2 separate regions of the Ovis aries genome follow, and region 2 is linked to region 1. A link is a contact called in public Hi-C data. All regions are on one chromosome and are shown on one strand. Each heading gives the region's core, a stretch centred on a gene start, on an enhancer-like site or on the middle of the called end of the contact. The rest is flanking DNA. Distances are from core to core; before and after follow the strand shown.

The links. A called contact is a pair of places that touch in the nucleus more often than the background predicts.
Region 2: a Hi-C map of hypothalamus shows a contact between it and region 1, with 2.8 times the contacts expected there. The contact joins the promoter of HEATR5A here to the promoter of HECTD1 in region 1. A contact is called at or near these places in 2 of 16 Hi-C or Micro-C datasets (hypothalamus and skin fibroblasts).

The regions. Positions count from the first base shown.
Region 1 is chr18:39,550,426-39,556,510 of ARS-UI_Ramb_v3.0, reverse strand. It overlaps HECTD1 (HECT domain E3 ubiquitin protein ligase 1), which reads left to right and starts at 2,886. Exons shown (of 41, transcript XM_060401749.1): 1 at 2,886-3,677; 2 at 4,971-5,243. The coding sequence starts at 5,104.
Region 2 is chr18:39,709,248-39,716,262 of ARS-UI_Ramb_v3.0, reverse strand. It overlaps HEATR5A (HEAT repeat containing 5A), which reads left to right and starts at 5,622. Exons shown (of 37, transcript XM_060401783.1): 1 at 5,622-5,827.

The DNA.
Region 1 (6,085 bases), core at 1,637-4,136:
TTATACTAATTATATTTAAATATTATTGTTGTTGTATTGACTTAGGCCGGTGGTTCTCAGCCTTGAGCCTTGGCTATTCAACTGAATCACTTCAAAAAATACTGATGTCCAGATTCTATGTTCAGAGACACTGATTGAACTGGCCTGAGAAATGTCCTGAGCATCTGACATTTTAAAGTTCCCCAGGTAAAGAAAACATTCACAAAGACACATCTGATAAATACTGTTATCAAAATATACAAAGAACTCTTAAAATTCAACAATAAGATGAAAAATCAGCTTAAAAAATGGGCAACAGATCCGAACAGACACCTCACTGAAGAAGATACACAGATGACAAATAAGTATATGAAAAGATTAAAAGAAAAGTATATACTTTCATAAGTATATGAAAAAAATATGTTCCATATCACGTCAGTAGGGATTTGCAAATTAAAATAATATACCATTATACATCTGTTAGGATGGTGGGCAAAATCCAAAACACGGACAACAACAAATGCTGAAGGGACTGTGGAGCAATAGCAACTTTTACTGCATATGGAAATGCAAAATGGGGGAAATTCCTTGGCGGTCCAGTGGTTAGGACTCAGTGCTCTTGATCCTTGGTCAGGGAACTAAGAGCCCACAAGATGCTTGGCAGTGTCAACAAAAAGCAAATGGTACAGCTACTTCAGAAGACAGTTGAGCAGTTTCTTATAAAAGTAAACATATTCTTGCAGGAGGGAGAAAGAATTAGTTAAAGGTAGTCAAAAGGTACAAATTTCTAGTTATAGTAAAAAATATGTGCCAGGAATGTAATTTATAACATAATAATGATAATTAACAATGCTGAACATTATAAGTGAAAGTTGCTAACAGATTAAGTCCTAAGAGTTCTTTTTCATCACAGGGAAGAAGTATTTTTTAATCTGTAATGTGTTATCTATATGAAATGATGGATAGGTTCATCAAACCTATCGTGGTAATCATTTCATGACATATGTAAGTCAATTAATTATGTTGTGTTCCTTACGATTACACAGTGCAATGTGTTAATTAAATCTCAATAAAAATGGAAGAAAAAAAAATTCTTACCATACAATCCAGCAACTGTGGTCCTTAGTATTTATCCAAATGAGTTGAACACTTATGTCCATGTAAAAACTTGCACCTGGGTCTTTATAGCAGTACTTTTATCGCCAAAACTTGGAAACATTCAAAATGTTCTTCAGTAGGTGGATGGATAAACTCTGGTACTTCTAGACAACAGAATATTATTTGGCCCTAAAAACAAGCAAACAAAACAAAAAAAGAGTTATTAAGCCATGAAGAGAACCTTACATGCACATTATTAAATGAAAAAAAACCAATATGAAAAGGCTATATATTATATGATTTCAACTATGCAACATTCTGAATAAGGTAAAACAACAGACTCAGTGAAAAGATTAGTGGTTGTTAGGGGCTAGATGAGAGTGGAATGAATAGGTAGAGCACAGGTGATTTTCAGGGCAGTGAAAATATTCTGTATGATATTATAGTGGCGGATATGTCAAGATATGTTTGTCTAAACCCACAGAATATATACAACACTAAAAGTGAACTCTAATGTAAACTATGGAATTTGAGTAATAATGGTTTATTGACATACATTCATTGTCAGAAATGTACTAGGTCATGGAGTACTTTTGACAGCTGTGCATGTATAGGGGCATTTATAAAACATTTGCATGTATAAAACATTTTTAAGATTTATTTCTTCTCCATAGGAACTGTCTTCCTATTGCCAAAAACTAGACCCTTTCTCTCTCCACTGCTGGAGGATTTTTCCAATCTCCCAGTTAATCTCCTTTTCAAGGTAGTTCCTATTAGCTGTTCTGGTCACTCTCGCCCTATACATCTTTGTAAGACTCTTTAGAACTTTTCCAGTCAATGTTCTAGTCCAGAACTTGCTACTTTACCTCAGCATAAATTCTGTATCGCACACATTTAAGTCCCTGCTGACTTTTGCTCCTATTTTCTCCATCATTGCTTAACGCTGGTTTTTGCTTGAGGCACAGGTCCTCTTTCCTTTATTTTACAACTGATCAGGCTTTGCTTTCTTCTTCCTCCTCCCTTGTAGTGTTCACTTTATACCCATTTCTTCGGGGTCCAAATAAATGCCACTTCCTCCTTGAAGATTTTCCTGGCAGCTCCAAGTCACATTCACAGCTCTCAAATAATCATTCTTATGTGCTGTAGTTGGGACAAGATAGTGGAATCCTCAACTCTTATCTCTTAATTTGACCTATGAGCAGGAGACCTAGGAACTTTACCTGCTATAGTGGGACATGTATCTATAGACATTCGAGGCGCAAATGCGTAATTTACAAAATACTAGTTCTTCAAAGATATGCAGCAGCTCCTCTGCTTAAAGGAACACGCCTCAAATACTAATACGCATTTTTGTTTTTTAAATACAGTGGGTGTAGGAGCATGGTTTACTTATCTCACAAACCAAGGGATTCATTTCTTGATTAAAAAAAAAAAAAGAAAGCTATATCACATTTCCAACTAATTACGTCTCAACTGTCTCCAAGAGCTTCTCATACGCAGGCATGTTTTGTTTTCAACGCGTGTGAAATAAAACGTTCGAAGGGACTAACTACAGACATACTTAATATCACAACCCATAGGAAAAAGTCGAAAACACACTCGAGGTACTGCTGCTTCCTGGGAACGCCACCGGGCCTGAATTCAAACCTTTTGGAACCTCAGCTCTCTCGTCTGTACAGTGGAGAGGATACTCGACAATATTTACCTCCCAGGGTTGTGGTCAAAGGTTTTCTTTCTGAACTGCCGGGCAGTTTGCCTCCCAGGACCGAAGGGTGGCGCTTTTCTTCCCGCGATGCACTTCCGTGCGCGAGGAGGGGAGACCAGCGAGGAGGAGAAGCTCTCGCCGGAGGCCGGGTCCCAGAGGCGGGAGGCCGGGCCCGGACAGGTTGGGCCGCAGCTTCGACGTGCAGCGTTGGGGCTTTCAGCAGGAGCACGCCAAGTGTATACACACCGTGCAAAACACGCTGAGCGTGCGTGCACCCGTATGTGCGCGGTGCTGGGAGCGCGCTTCAATTGACAACGAAACGTGAAGGCGCAGAGCGTACGAAAGGAAAGCGACAACTGACGAGGCCGAGGGAGCCGGAGACCTTCTGTAGCGGCGACGAAGCTACCGGGCGCTCCGCGCCCCTGCGCCTCGGGCCGACGGGTCTCCACAGCGCCCCACGTGGCGGCCAGCGGGGTCGCAGCCAGCGCAGCCCATTTGCTCCGCCTCCGCGGCGCACTGCTGCCCTCCTCAGCTTCCCCGCCCGGCTCTCCCCCGACCCTCTTCCCTTCCCCCTCCCGGATCGCGATGGACGCGGTCTCCCCCCGCCGCCGCCGCTGGCAGCACGGCGCGGGCCTCTAAGCTGCAGGCCTCTGGAGCCGCGTGCCGGGGTCGGGACGTGAGCTGGCTGCCGCCGGTCTGGGGAACCTCTGGCTTTCCTGTCAGCAGGTCCCCGCGGAGGAAGGGGAGGGACAAGGCGCGGCTTTTCCTGTGCCGCCAGCCCGGCTCGACCTGCGCGGCCTGCGGCTTCCTGGGAACTCGAGGGCCGCGGCCGGGCCTGGCTCAGCCCGCGGCCTGCTTGGAGCTGGACCGGAGCGGTTTGAGACGACGGGCCTGGGTAAGAGCTTGAGGAAAGGGGACGCAGGAGCGCCTTCGGCGGTCGGAAGGGTCAGGCCTGGTTCCGGGATCAGGGATGCCTGGCGGTAGCCCGGGAGCGAGACCCCAGCCCCTGGTGAGGTCGGCGGGCTGCCGCCGACTCACCCGCTTGGCCCCTTTGTTTACCTCCCCCGACTCTGCCCACGGCGGGCCCCGGCTTGTCCGAGCCAGAGCCCATGGCTGGCCCGCCTTGTCCTTGAGAAAGGATCGCCGCCCGACGGGGCCAGGGACGTCCCCCCGGGCCTCGGAGTTCCGGGCGCCGCTCCCGGGAGACCCATCGCCCTGCCTGCTCCGGCCTCCTTCTCTCGGGTAGAGAGGCTCGCAGCTCCACCTCCAAAACTTACCCTCCTCCTCGACACAGGTAGCTAACTTAGCCGGGTTTGGTTCGGGAAAACCGGAGCGCAGTGCCTGCGTCTCCCGGCGCCGGGTCGGCTGGGCCCCGAGTTTTGGGTCACCCTTGCAGATCGCCGCCGTTGGGTGCCCACCGGAACCTGCCGCTGGATTTATGCACCTGCAGCTGGGTTACGAGGGACCCAACGCTGTCCTCTCGTCAGAGTGCTTTTGAGTTTTTGTATTGATTTGCCAGTTGGGGCTGCTTCTCTGTTGTTGGCTGCTGTTGTTTTTAACCAACTGCCCCGTTCGGTGAGGATGGGTAAAGAGGACCGCAGATTGGCCTGTGTTCTGATCTGTAACGTGTTAGTCCATTGCACTTACTTGTAGCATTTCTTTTTAAACTTTTAAGAACAGTTGCTGCTACTGCCAAAATTCCTAATCAAATCATAGATAGATCTTGTATATTGTTTGTATTTGGACATCTTAAGGATAGCAGTAAATTAAATCAGCAGAATTTAAGAAGTTGAAGTTAATTTTAGAGACTTGATTTGGAGGGGAATTGGATCAAAGTGCTAAGTTTCCTTAAAATACTGAATCTAATCCTTATCAGAAGATCAGCTTTGGGTGACGGAGGGGGAAGGAAGTTTTCTGGGGAAAAAAAGAACCCTTAGTAAGGTGTTGTTTGCCTTTTGGCAAACATGTTGGTGATAGCAATAGTGGGATCCGAAGCTTGTTTGACTGTCTTTGACAAAGGCGGCTCTGGTTTCCAGTTTAAGCAGCAGCCTAATCAGCTTATACTCTTGTGCAAAACTGGTTTTATTTAGTACAATGTATGAAGTTAAACCCGAGGAATAAGGAAAGTTGGAAAACTACGGTTAAGTACACTATCCAAACATACTTACAAGTCTTTTCTAATTCCTAGGATACCAAGAAAATCTGGCTCTAGCCGATGTAAAAGAAAAGAAAAAAAATTAAGCCCACGCTGTTCAGTCCTGGACATTTAAAGGAATTTTTGCCTTTGCTTTTTAAATTTAAGCAAAGAAGCCTAAGAAACAATGGCAGATGTGGACCCAGATACTTTGCTGGAATGGCTGCAGATGGGACAAGGAGATGAAAGGGACATGCAACTAATAGCCCTTGAACAGCTATGCATGCTGCTTTTGATGTCTGACAACGTGGATCGTTGTTTTGAAACGTAAGTGCAACCCTTCATCATTTTCATTTGGGGATGCTGTAGTGACCTGGGCATAACGTGTTTTCAACCATCTGCTGATTTGAATTTGTATAGAATTTTTCTTTAGTGAGTTTTATTTTTTTAATATATTTATTTTAATTGAAGGCTAATTACTTTACAATATTGTATTGGTTTTGCCATACATTGACATGAGTCCGCCACAGGTGTACATGTGTTCCCCATCCTGAACCCTCCCCCCCCCCCACCCTCCCCATCCCATCCGTCTGGGTCATCCCAGTGCACCAGCCCCAAGCACCCTGTATCATGCATCGAACTTGGACTGGCGATTTGTTTCACACATGATAATATATATGTTTCAATGCCATTCTCCCAAATCATCCCACCCTTGCCCTCTCCCACAGAGTCCAAAAGACTGTTCTATAAATCTGTGTCTCTTCTGCTGTTTCACATACAGGGTTATCGTTTCCATCTTTCTAAATTCCATATATATGCGTTAGTATACTGTATTGGTGTTTTTCTTTTGGCTTACTTCAGTCTGTATAATAGGCTCCAGTTTATTTAGTGAGTTTTAAAACTTATCTTTTGAAAAGCTTCTGTAGTTTTGCATTAACAATTTTCTGAGAAATAAAAATTGGTAGGTAAACTAACTCCAGTAATGATAATTGTGATGACACAAATACATGTTTGTTGACTGAATAGGAATTAGTAGAGAATGCTAATTCTACCCGATAACCTGACTGATTCATTTTCAAAACATGTTATAAACTGAGAAAATGCAAATGCTTCTTTATTTCTGTATCAAGAAATTGACTTGAAATTGATATGAAAATACAGATAATAAT
Region 2 (7,015 bases), core at 4,373-6,872, 160 kb before region 1:
AAAGTAAGAGTTCCAGAAAAACATCTATTTCTGCCTTATTGACTATGCCAAAGCCTTTGACTGTGTGGATCACAATAAACTGGAAAATTCTGAGAGAGATGGGAATACAGACCACCTGACCTGCCTCTTGAGAAATCTGTATGCAGGTCAGGAAGCAACAGTTAGAACTGGACATGGAACAACAGACTGGTTCCAAATAGGAAAAGGAGTACGTCCAAGCTGTATCTTGTCACCCTGCTTATTTAATTTATATGCAGAGTACATCATGAGAAACGCTGGACTGGAAAAAACACAAGCTGGAATAAAGATTGCCAGGAGAAATATCAATAACCTCAGATATGCAGATGACACCACCCTTATGGCAGAAAGTGAAGAGGAACTAAAAAGGCTCTTGATGAAAGTGAAAGAGGAGAGTGAAAAAGTTGGCTTGAAACTCAACATTCAGAAAACGAAGATCATGGCATTCGGTCCCATCACTTCGTGAGAAATAGATGGGGAAACAGTGGAAACAGTGTCAGACTTTATTTTTGGGGGTCCAAAATCACTGCAGATGGTGACTTGCAGCCATGAAATTAAAAGACGTTTACTCCTTGGAAGGAAAGTTATGACCAACCTAAATAGCCTATTCAAAAGCAGAGACATTACTTTGCTGACTAAGGTCCGTCTAGTCAAGGCTATGGTTTTCCAGTAGTCATGTATGAATGTGAGAGTTGGACTATGAAGAAGGCTGAGCGCCAAAGAATTGATGCTTTTGAACTGTGGTATTGGAGAAGACTCTTGAGAGTCCCTTGGACTGCAGGGAGATCCAACCAGTCCATTCTGAAGGAGATCAGCCCTGGGATCTCTTTGGAAAGAATGATGCTAAAGCTGAAACTCCAGTACTTTGGCCACCTCATGCGAAGAGTTGACTCATTGGAAAAGACTCTGATGCTGGGAGGGATTGGGGGCAGGAGGAGAAGAGGACGACCGAGGATGAGATGGTTGGATGGCATCACTGACTCAGTGGACGTGAGTCTGAGTGAACTCTGGGAGTTGGTGATGGACAGGGAGGCCTGGCGTGCTGCGACTCATGGGGTCGCAAAGAGTCGGACATGACTGAGCAACTGAACTGAACTGAACTGAACTGATAGAATAAAGGGGCTTCCCTGGTGGTTCAGAGGGTAAAGCGTCTGCCTGCAAGTAGGAGACTCAGGTTCCATTCCCGGGTTGGGAAGATCCGCTGGAGAAGGAAAGGGCAATCCAATCCAGTACTCTTGCCTGGAAAATTCCATGGATGGAGGAGCCTGGTAAGGTACAGTCCATGGGGCTGCAAAGAGTCACGTATGACTGAGCAACTTCACTTCATAAAGTAAAGAGAAAGTATATAAAAGTCTCCCTTCCTTCAGCAGATAACTGATGAATGCCTTCCATATGCCCAACAGGGACACCCAATAAGTTGACCAGCTAGAGCAAGTTGGGAGTAGAGAGGTAAGGTAAGTGCCCCAAAATGCTGCCTATCATTTGACAGTGGGCAACATGCCAGTTATTTCTATTATATTTTGAATCCTCAGTACACCTTAGAGAGGGAGATGTTGCTCTCATTTGAAAGGGAGGAAACTGAGATGTGAAGCAGTTTTTCTTAGATTAAGCCTACTAAGTGGTAGAATTAGGCTATGAACATGTTACCAGATTCCAAAGCTATATGATACAAGCTTCATCTTTATTGTGACTTAAAAATCTCAGCTTGAGATAGAACAAAGTATAATAGTATTTAGTTGAGAGGTGAAACATTTCCATTTGGTTAAAACTAAACTCATTTTTCAGAATTCTGTCCTTGTTATTGTCTTTTTCTCTTTCATTGTGTTAGCTGTCCGCTCCTTGTAGAAAAGTTCTGAATCTAGCGCTGTCATTCTGACCCCTCTCCTATGCTGTAGTCCTTTCTCCATTACTCCTTGGATGCTCTACTGTCACCTCAAATGTGGCATATTAATAATTAAACTTATTACTTCCTCCTCCCAATTTAATTTTCTTAGTCACTTGGGCTCAAAGTTTGGAGCCATCTTTGAATCTTTGGTAAAATTAGTTGTTGGACTCAACAATACTATTATGTATCCCATCCAGCTCTAAAATTCTAGTGTTGTTATTCTTATACCAAATACTCAGTCAAAATGAATCACTTTCTCTGCTTTGGCTCAAGAATAAATAAATTTGTGCTCAAACTGTTTTCTAGGATTATTTCTATATCTAACAGAGCATATTCTAGTCATCCATTCTTATGCATTCCCAAAGTCCATTTTAAATGCCATCTTTCTTTTTTTTTAAGATAGATAGCTGCCATTTAATGAACACATACTATGTGCCAAGCACTTGATATATTTTCACTTATTTTATTTTTATCTGTGCAGCACATCGGATCTTAGTTTCTCGAACAGGGATTGAACCCACACCCAAGCATTGGAAGCATAGAGTGCCAAGCACTGGAGTGCCAGAGAAGTCCCTAAATGCCATCTTTCTTTGAGCCTCCCAATTGGACTTCACAGTATTTGCTCTCTCCTTCAGGATCTAGAATATCTTTGTACCTTTCTCAGCATAGTTTACAGTACCCCCCCACACACAGACATGTGTTAAAATGTGTGTGTATGTGTGTGTTTGTGTGTGTGTGTGTGTATCAAGTGGGAAAAGGAGGATACTTGGTGAGGGATGGAGCCTGAATAAAGTGGGGAGGGCTCCATGACTGGGATGAGGACAGAGTTTGGGAGAAGGGGTAAGGGAAGAGAAAAAGGGGCTTGTGGTGGCTAGTTTGGGGGTTTCACACCTTAGTGGGGGTAAGGGCAGCATCCTCCAAAGGGAGAGATGGCAGCAGTGGTGATTGCTTAAATATAGGATAGGTGTTCAAACAATAAATATCTGAAAAATAGGATCTAGAATGTTCTCTGTACTAGAAAAGAGTTACAAATGTGGAAGGGAGGATAAACTATGACTAGAATAAACTATGTGATGCTAGATTGGAGGTATTACTGTGAAATACAGTTTTCAATATATGTTGTTAAAAAAAGAAATGACAGCTGTAAATGTATATGTGAGTACACATACACAGATGTACTGTATGTGTGTGTTAAGGTACAAGTATTCCCTAGCCGGAAACCCTAAGACAGCCTGAGTGGTGATACCCCAGTAATAGTGAGCATGCCTGCTGCTGCTGCTGCTGCTGCTGCTGCTAAGTCACTTTAGTCGTGTCCAACTCTGTGTGACCCCATAGACGGCAGCCCACCAGGCTCTGCCATCCCTGGGATTCTCCAGGCAAGAACACTGGAGTGGGTTGTCATTTCCTTCTCCAATGCATGAAAGTGAAAAGTGAAAGTGAAGTCAGTCAGTCGAGTCCGACTCTTAGCGACCCCATGGACTGCAGCCTACCAGGCTCCTCCGCTCATGGGATTTTCCAGGCAAGAGTACTGGAGTGGGTTGCCGTTGGCTTCTCCGGTGAGCATGCCTAGTGTTTCTAAATACCTTTCTCCACTAAAAGGAACCCCAGGCTCCCAGATCAATGGCAGCGAGTGCTGGGATAAAATGAGGCTTATCTTGTGCCAGGAAGTAAGGGAGTACACCAGAAATGATGGAGGTGTGTCAAAGGGCACAGAATAGTAAAGTGTTAATGAAGAATCTGGAGGCTGGAATAAATGTTATATAAAACTCTTTCAAATTTTCTATATTTAAAAATTGTTTTACATTGTGAAAGGATTTAAAACACACAAAGACATAGGGGCCAGTGTGAATGGGTAAATCCCACTGACCAACCTTGGGACACTTTGAACACCAAAGTAAACAATGATAAAAACAGATTATTACCCATTTAATCAAATAGGAAACTCTGAATTTATACTAATAGAAATAAATTAATTGAAAGTTTGATGAGTGGAAAAAATATAGTTTCAAAGAATTAACCCCACAAAGTAACTTATTCATTACAAAGAGGAAAAAAGTAACTACTGGGGAAGTCTTATTTTTGTTGTTTAGTCACTAGTGATAAGACTAAGAGTCACTGAGACTCTTTGTGAGCCGGTGGACTGCAGCACACCAGGCTTCCCTGTCCATCACCAACTCCTGGAGCTTGCTCAAACTCATGTCCATTGAGTCAGTGATGCCAATATTCATCTAATTCTCTGTTGCCCACTTCTCCTCCTGCCTGAGGTCTTTCCCAGCATCAGGGTCTTTCCCAATCAGTCAGTTCTTTGCATCAGGTGGCCAAAGTATTGGAGCTTCAGCTTCAGCATCAGTCTTTCCAATGAATGTTCAGGGTTTTTTCCTTTAGAATTAACTAGTTTGATCTCCTTGCAGTCCAAGGCACTCAAGGTTCTTCTGCAGCACCACAATTTGAAGCATCAGTTCAGTACTCAGCTTTCTTAATGGTTCAACTCTCACACCCCTGCATGACTACTGGAAAGACCATAGCTTTGACTATATGGGTCTTTATCAGCAAAATGATGTCTCTGCTTTTTAATATGCTGTCTAGGATTGTCATTGGAAGGACTGATGCTGAAGCTGAAGCTCCCAGGCGGCCCTAGTGATAAAGAGCCCACCTGCCAATGTCAGAGAGATGCTTGTTAGATCCCTGGGTTGGGAAGATCCCTTGGAGGAGAAAATGGCAACCCACTCCTCGCCTGGAGAATCCCATGGACAGAGGAGCCTGGCGGGCTACAGTCCATAGGGTCGCAAAGAGTTGGCAACTAATGAAGCGACTTAGCAACCAGGCATGTGCTTATTAGGAAGACATATAAAGTATTTAACCTTCCCTGGTGGTTCAGACAGTAAAGCTTCTGCCTACAATGCGGGAGACCCAAGTTCAATCCCTGGGCCGGGAAGATCCTCTGGAGAAGGAAGTGGCAACCCACTCCAGTACTCTTGCCTGGGAAATCCCATAGACAGAGGATCGTAGTAGGCTACAGTCCATGTGGTCGCAAATAGTCGGACACAACTGAGCAACTTCAAAGCATTTAGGGACAGTGTGGCACCCTCTCAGTAACTTAGATCTCAAATGGTTCGGGAAGGAAAAATGTTCTCTATACTAGAAGCACTTTTCTAAGCTTGCAATTATTTCAAAATAAAAATTGGAAAATTAGATTCAAAATGCTGAGTATGCTAGAAAAACTCAATTGACTTGGGGGCCAAGAGGTTGTTAATCCTAATTTTGCCCGTGGCTGGGGTGTGTGACCTTGAGCCAGGCCCCAGAGTTTCGGGCTGTAGGACTACAAAGCTATCTAGGGTCCCTTCCATGTCTACACCCACCCACCTACACTCCCTGCCTGAATTTCTCCAGGCTCTAGTCGTGTTCAGATGCCCGAAGGCTGTCCCCAAGGATTCTGGCTGGCGTTAGAAACAAACAAAAATGGGTGTGGCCAAGCTCTCCGGACTGCAAAACTGCTGCCCTGGCCTCAACTTGAGCCGCAGTCTCCTTCATCGCTCTTTCGGCGGTGGAGCACTCACGCCTGCCAGAGTGGGCGCTCGATAGCTCGGCCGCCGGCTGGCGGGGCCTTGGTCGGCGGTGCGGTTCGGGGCGCGCTCCCAATCGCTGGCTCCCGCCGCACTCCAGGCTCCGAGCTTTCCGGCCCCGCCCCGCTCGAGCCCCTCCCGCCCCGCTGTCTCGCAGTCGCCGCTGCCGGCGGGTCCCGGTGCTACCCTGCCGCACTGTGGAGCCGACAGCGTGGCTGGGCTGGGACGGGCGCTGAGTCGTGGGGGGGACGCCGGGGGCGAGCAGTCGGGAATCCCAAGAGTGAAGGCGGCTCCGGGCGCGAGGGGGCGGTGTCCGGGCTGCCTGCCGGCGGGGAAGAAACACACACCGGGGCCCTGCACCGTGAGTTGAGCTGCTTGGGGGTCCGCAGGGTGGTCGCGGCAGCCAAGAGGTGGAGGAAGTTGGGACCCCGGGAGCCGGAACGGATCGAAGGATTAGGTGTCCTGGTCGAAGGGGCTGGAGCCCGCCGAGGAGGGGATGGGCGCGGGGACGGCCGAATGGCCAGTGCAGCCGGTCCTTCCTCCTGGGCTCTGGGAAAGTGTGTTTCACCCGAGCACAACAGGTAGGCGTGGACTCTGGCCGCGCAGGCTGGAGCCCCTGGGCGTGCGGAGAAGGTCGGAAGGTCGGAGCCCGCCTAGCCCGCGCGCCGCTCCCCGGATCCGCCCTAGCGGCGCCCGCAACGGCGGGGGTTGGCTGGGAGCGGGGCCCCAACCCGGGCTTTGGGCGAGGTTCTCCGGGCTCCCGCGAGCAGCCCTGGAGGCGGGTTTCCTGAAGCAGTAGAGACTGGATACTTGATAGTCTTTCCTCGCAAAGAAAGCGAGGCTAGCTTTTGCCGGGCTAGCTTTTGCTTAGTACAAGGAAACATTTCTTACCCTACTTTCGGTCAGCGCAGCGTCATTGCAAGGGATTGTAAATTCTTTGGAAACTTTAAGAAGCGCTTTATGATACTAGTCACAGTAATGCACCTCTGGCAAGATGATTTTCATAACTGTCAAGTCGAATAGTGTGTGTCAGATGATTTGACCTCTTTTATGAAAGGTCATAATTATACATTCTTTTTCCGTTCAGTCATTTATTCAGCAAATATTCAGCGCCTTTTATGTTCAGGCTGAGCGCCCTTGAGGAGCTTAGAGCGTAGAAAAGACGTCAAAAGGAGGGAAAGGGGGGACCCGTAAGTATGGTTTAGAACTTTGTCAGGGAAAATACTCTGAAGAGATTAAAGTGGAAAGAAAGCAGAAGTGTCCTTGAAGCTGGGCATTAGGCGGATGGGGAAAGAATTGTCCTGTTTCGCAAACATTTTAGAAAGTATGTCTTTGAGAAAATGATTTTAGATCAGTATTGAAGCCGACAGTTATTTACATTTTAAACACCATGGATTTTTTTTTTTCCCCTTTAATGAAATGGGTAGCAGGCAGGGTTTATAACATAAGAATAGGGACAGTTGGAAAAAGTAGTTATTTGTATAGAGAGCTTTAGTGCTACAAGACTCCTGAATTGACAACAGACCTGAATTTTAGCTTAAGCGCCTCC